Linked DNA regions of Lactuca sativa: region 2 is linked to region 1. Evidence: chromatin contacts called from public Hi-C data. All regions are on one chromosome and are shown on one strand. Each heading gives the region's core, a stretch centred on a gene start, on an enhancer-like site or on the middle of the called end of the contact. The rest is flanking DNA. Distances are from core to core; before and after follow the strand shown. Region 1 holds the start of LOC111916146 (disease resistance protein RUN1). Region 2 holds the start of LOC111893238 (sec-independent protein translocase protein TATA, chloroplastic).

Region 1 (2,993 bases), core at 248-2,747:
CCGACCACCACTTTATACCCCTTCTTCTCGACTGAAAATCACCACCAAACACCACTCCCATTCGATTTCTCCACTAATTTCGACCAGAACCCAACCAAAAACGAGTCCGGAGACTGCCGGAGCAACCTTCGACCACCATAGCAGGTAGCCGCTGATGTGGGACACCGCCGCCAATAACTGATGTTTCCACCGACCCTCTCTAACCAATCTCGTCACCTGGAAACTCTAACCCCATTTTTCGTAGCCGTCGGCCTTGGTCGCAGATCTGGAACATCAATATTGCCAGTGATATCTCCGGCAACGATTATAACAATGACGCTAAGGCTCAGATCTGGAAAGACGAGTCGAAAAAGCGGCAGTCGTTTGGGAGGGAGGTTTCAGATATGAACAACCACCGGAGCTGTCCTTCTCTGGTTCGATCTATTGAAGCTCAGTCGGATGAAGACGAAGGGCGACACCATTTTTTCCGGAGAGGCGAAGGAAACAACGTTGGGTGCAAGACGAAGGACTACGACGGTGTTTCAAGGGGTTGGTTTACATATATCCGTTTAAAGGGTTTTCATGTCGGGGGTTGGTGGTGGCAGAGACGATGGGGGGATGAAGGCGGTGATGGCTTGACTGTCGATAGTGGTGTCGGAGATGCTCTTCTACAAAGAAAGAGAAATTGAGTGTTTTGTGTTAAATGAGAAAGAGGAGGAGGCAGAGTAGTATTGTTTTTATTTCTTATTTCCTTTTTAGTTATTGTAATAAAAGAAAAATAAAAAAAATGAATTGACAAGGGCAAATATGTCATTTTAAAAAGATTCAAAATAGATTGGACCAAACTCGCAACAAAATCAAAATTTTGGACCGGTGGTGCTAGTCTAAACTTTTTTGGACCAAAATGGCAATTTTCGACATACCACAGGGACCATTTGTGCAGTTTAGTCTAACTAAAATCACAATTTCTGTCTTCTTCCGCATTGAAACGGAGAGAGAGATATCGAGAGAGATATTGTATTAACTTTCACATTCCCGATGCAGAAACATCGTTTCTGGGCTATTCACTTTATCTCCTCTGAGTTTCTTTGCAATTGTTTTGAATATATTTTCTCCAACAAAGACTTAGAATTTATATAATCCTTAACGCCTTGTTCCTGAGTTCTACTTACAGAGAAAAATGGGAGGATACAGAGGGAAAGTGAGGGGTGGCGAAGGAAAACTGTGATCTCGAGTTTCATTAATGGAAGGAAAGTGAGGGGAGGGGAAGGATTTTGGAGCCATATTTTCCTTCCAAATTGGACGGATTTGAGAAGAAAGTAAGGGGAAGGAAAATTTCAAGTTTTATTTTTTTTTTCCTCCTACCTCGGAGACATAAAAGTTAAAATTTTCCATTCATTTCCTGGAACACAGAAAAACTGGCAACACATAATAATTAATATTTTCTTTCACCTTCCTTAAAATTTTCCTTCCATGTCCTTTATTCCTTTAATAATAATGAATTTGCGAAAAAAACTCGGGAACAAGGCGTAAGTGGTGTCTTCTTCTACTTCATCAATGGCGTCTTATTCTACTTCATCCATTTACAAGAGTTTCAAGTATGATGTGTTTTTGAGTTTTAGAGGTGAAGACACTCGTACAAATTTCGTTGATCATCTTTATTATGCTCTTCAGCAGAAAAGCATTCACACTTACAAGGATGATGACAGAATCAGAAAGGGCAAAAGGATCTGTGATGAGCTCATCAGATCCATTGGAGACTCAAAACTCTACATCATTGTTTTCTCGAAGAACTATGCCTCTTCTTCTTGGTGCTTGGATGAGCTTGTGAAGATCATGGAATGTCACAAGACCAACGAGCATACCGCCTATCCTGTTTTCTATGATGTGGAACCATCGGAAGTCCGCAAACAAAGAGGGGCAGTTGAAAAAGCCTTTGCCAAGCATGAAAATGAAGAGGCTGCAGAGAAATGGAGGGATGCTCTGAAAGAAGCAGCGGATCTGGCTGGGTGGGAGTTGAAGAACACTGCCGATAGGTAATCACTTCATCATCATATTTTTTTTTTGCGTTATTGTTTTGATTGTGGTCGATTTTATCAAGTTTAACACATTATACAAGCACCATTAATATCCAATTTCTTAGAATTCCGGCTCGAAACAACTAAATAGTTGCTAATCATTATTATTTCAATTCAGCTACCTTCCAATTTCAGTATTTTCTTAATTTCACGAGAAATAGGTGTCGGAGAGCGTTTTGTTTAATTCAAACCCTAAGCGAAAAAACATTGTGAAGTTATTTATTAGAATATTCTTTTATTGGGTTTTATTTATTTATTTATTGGTAATCTGAGTTTATCCTTGATGTAAAGGGCTTGGAAATGGCTTCTCATGTTGTATTGTCAAATTCTATGTTATTACATTATTATATTTGTAGGTTGGATCTGAAAGTAAGCTAGTTAAATCTTTTTTTAAAATACAGGCATGAAGCTAAGTTCATCCAAAAAGTTGTTGGAGAAATTTCACTAGAGTTAAGATCCATTGATTTCAGCTTTGATGAAAAGTTAGTAGGCATGGAGACCCGGGTCTATGATGTGTTATCATCTCTAAGAACTAGTTTAAATGATGTTCGCATGATCGGGATTAAGGGAATGGGAGGTGGTGGGAAGACAACTTTAGCCAGGGCTGTTTTTGATCAAATATCCTTTCAATTCGAAGGTAAAAGCTTCGTTGAGAATGTTAGGGAAGTTTCAAAAGCTTCTTTGTCCGGTTTGAAGTCGTTACAAAACCAAATTCTTTCTGATGTCTTCAATGATCAGAGCATCTCTGTTAGTAGTGTTTATGACGGAAAAAACATGATGAAGAGGAGGATGGGTGGTAAAAAGGTTCTTCTTGTTCTAGATGATGTGGATCATATAGAGCAGCTTGAGGCCTTAGCGGGTGAGACAAATTGGTTTAAACCAGGAAGCAGAATTATCATTACAACAAGAGATGAGCAAGTACTCGTAGCACATGGA
Region 2 (2,993 bases), core at 126-2,625, 270 kb before region 1:
GATTTTGATGATAAAAAACACTACAATCAAGTGACGTTCAAATATGCGTTTATATAAGTAGCAATAATATAAACTTTGAGCACAAATAAAAGGTCGGCCCTTTCCAAAAGTGGAAATTGACAAACCCTAAGAAATGTCAATATTGTAAAAAATTTAAAAAAAATTAATATCGTGCGCCTTCTCTTCTTCTCGAAGTAAGTTATAAAAGGAAAGAAGTTGAGAAGAGTGTTATTAAAATTAGGGATAGATACATGAAATAGCAACACACTTTCATTATTTGTTAATCATAGTTTCATTTCTTACTTTCATTTTTTTTTTGTTATCAAAACATTGTACTTTAACATATATACTGAATTATAACATTGTGGTTTAAAAAAAAAAGTATCATGGCATTTTACTATGAAAAGCTTACCTAATAATAGCAGTGAAAATTGCTTTTTAATTGGATGACATTGTTATAATTAGGTAGATTTTTATTCTTTTTTCCATGAATTGGTGTTCTATATGGGATAAATGACAATTTAAAATATTGAGAAAATGAAATCAAACTTTGAGAAATAGAAGGAAAAAAATAAATGAGCAAAAATTTGTAAATGACTTAATAGAAAAGACTCGTTTCCCTTCTCTATTAAGGAATTGTCTGAATGCAATCAGGTTGCTGTAACTCAAATAATGAAACACAATGAAACCTTTCAATAAAGTGGTTTCCATTTGATGAGCAAAATCGTATGATCTGATTTGATTCAATTATATGTCAATTATTCATCTTCAAATTCTATTCAGTGTTTCGTGAGTGTCAATTATTTGGAATATGACATGAAATTGTAGTTCAAATAAGCAATCGATATTAATCAATAGATACGTGATAATCGATGAAAGAAGTAAAGAGACCTGTTGGAAGCTCTTGACCGTTTTCCCAATACTACGGCCAACCTCCGGCAACTTTTTGGGACCGAAAACGAGGGCGACGACGCCAGCAATAACCACAAGCTCCGGCACTCCAAGTCCGAACAAGCAGGTACAAGATAAACCCTTTTTCTTTCCATTGAGCAGATTGGATCTGTTTCCATGGGCGATGGTCAAGGGTTTGAGGGTGTTGGTGAAGAAAGATGAATTGGAAGAAGAAAAGGATAAGGTTTTTGTTGATGGTGAAGTGCGATTTATGATGGATGGTGTGTAGGGTAAGGTGAGAGTTGGTGCGGCGGAGGAAATCGCCATTTACGACTGGTCTTGGGCGGCGGTGGATGGTTTGTACTTTTGGTGGTGGTGGTGGTGTGGTTATCGGAAATGGATTATTGGATAAATGAATGAGGAAACTGTGGGAAGGATTTTTGTGCCTGACCAGGACGACGTCGTTATATGCCTAAAACATCTATGTATATGTTATCAGTTAGTTATATAGCAGAATGTCATGTAATGGTAAAAAGATGAAACGGAGAAAGGTAAGGAAGTTTTACAACACAAAATACCATTGAATCGGTTACGGTAGATAACCATTTGTATTTATTTTCAAAATATTTAAAAGTATCACTGTTGTTTTTTTTAGTACATTAAAATATATTATTTGTACATAGAATACCAACGAAGTACGTATTTGTCCAAATAAAACCTTGTGGTAACCGGTTGCTTCAAGTAAATGGAAAAATGACTTAAAAACGTAACGAAATTTTCAAAATGTTCAAAAAATACCACACTTTTTATTAACTTTGTTGTTGTCGGATTATATATAACACAATCACCAGAGATCATACACCGTAATATCAGTTCACAACAGTTGTGCAATCTCTTTCATTTTCTCACTTGATCGTTGTGGGAACATGAGAAGTAAGGGGGTAATAACCTTAGTTAAACGTTCTTGCTTCCCATTCGCATTATATGCCTCAAACCTAAAACATATATACGTTATATAGATACACATATTATACATCAAGGTTAGTCGTTCATTAGTGTTGTGACACAAGAGAGACACAGAGGAGAAACGATTGTGATGTTATGTCATGAGAATTCTTAAATATGGATGTAGAGAGTAGGAGTAACGTTCAATTCTCCGAGACCAGTGAAAGATGAATGACCAGGAACACACAGCTTCATGTGGCTGGCTTGATGACAATTTGTAGTCAAAGTAAAGAGAGAAGCATATGTATTGGAGCGCATGAACTGTGACATCCCCTACTGCCAATTGTAAAACTTTTTCTTTATGCTTATTTTAAATCAGAGTGATCTTTATAAATGCAGAATTTGTCCCATAAAATGTATTCCCAAAGAGAAATGTTTTTCATTGATTATTAAAACTAGAGATATCATAACTGATACAAAACATAAGCATAAACAGACCTTACATCAATATTCTTGCAACCTACGAATTCCTTAAATCTCTCGCCAGATAATTACATTATATATCAGTACCTTCGTATCGTTACCTGTAATACAAAGAAACTGAGTGGGTTAGGTTGGGAAACCTGGTGAGCACATAGGGTTTTCAACCCACAATATTATAATCTTTAATTATATAATCTTCAACATTTAAATAACCTAGCTACCCCATTCACGTTATTCTAACTTTGTAATCCTAGGATGATGATCTTGAGAAATCAATTCTAAAGGATCTTTGACAATAGTCATATATATTACCCTAAAATTATTATGCATGGCAGTACAATAATATTTTGGACACAACACGACAATACGTTAGTACTTTGGGTAAACACGGAAACACATGATTACCTTTGGATAATCACGGTAGTACAAGAGTACTTTTGGATAAACACATCAGTACAAAAGTACTTTTAGATAAACACGACAATGCATTAGTACTTTGGGTAGGCACGGCAAGTCACAACTTATTATTTCGCACAACTTTTACTAACCTATCACAACCACTATCTCACATAGCCCTATCACAATCTCTTATTTATTATTTCACACAACCCATTACTATCCAATCATATTATTAATGTTGAGATTAAAAACATTAATCTTTGAAGATCGATTAG

The links. A called contact is a pair of places that touch in the nucleus more often than the background predicts.
Region 2: a contact with region 1 is called in a Hi-C map of seed, with 7 times the contacts expected there. The contact joins the promoter of LOC111893238 here to the promoter of LOC111916146 in region 1. A contact is called at or near these places in 2 of 4 Hi-C or Micro-C datasets (leaf and seed).

Annotation. Positions count from the first base shown.
Region 1 is chr5:94,862,359-94,865,351 of Lsat_Salinas_v11, reverse strand. LOC111916146 (disease resistance protein RUN1) reads left to right here and starts at 1,497. Exons shown (of 5, transcript XM_023911780.3): 1 at 1,497-2,015; 2 at 2,459-2,993. The coding sequence starts at 1,537.
Region 2 is chr5:95,134,769-95,137,761 of Lsat_Salinas_v11, reverse strand. It overlaps LOC111893238 (sec-independent protein translocase protein TATA, chloroplastic), which reads right to left and starts at 1,375. Exons shown (of 2, transcript XM_023889302.3): 1 at 892-1,375. The coding sequence starts at 1,218.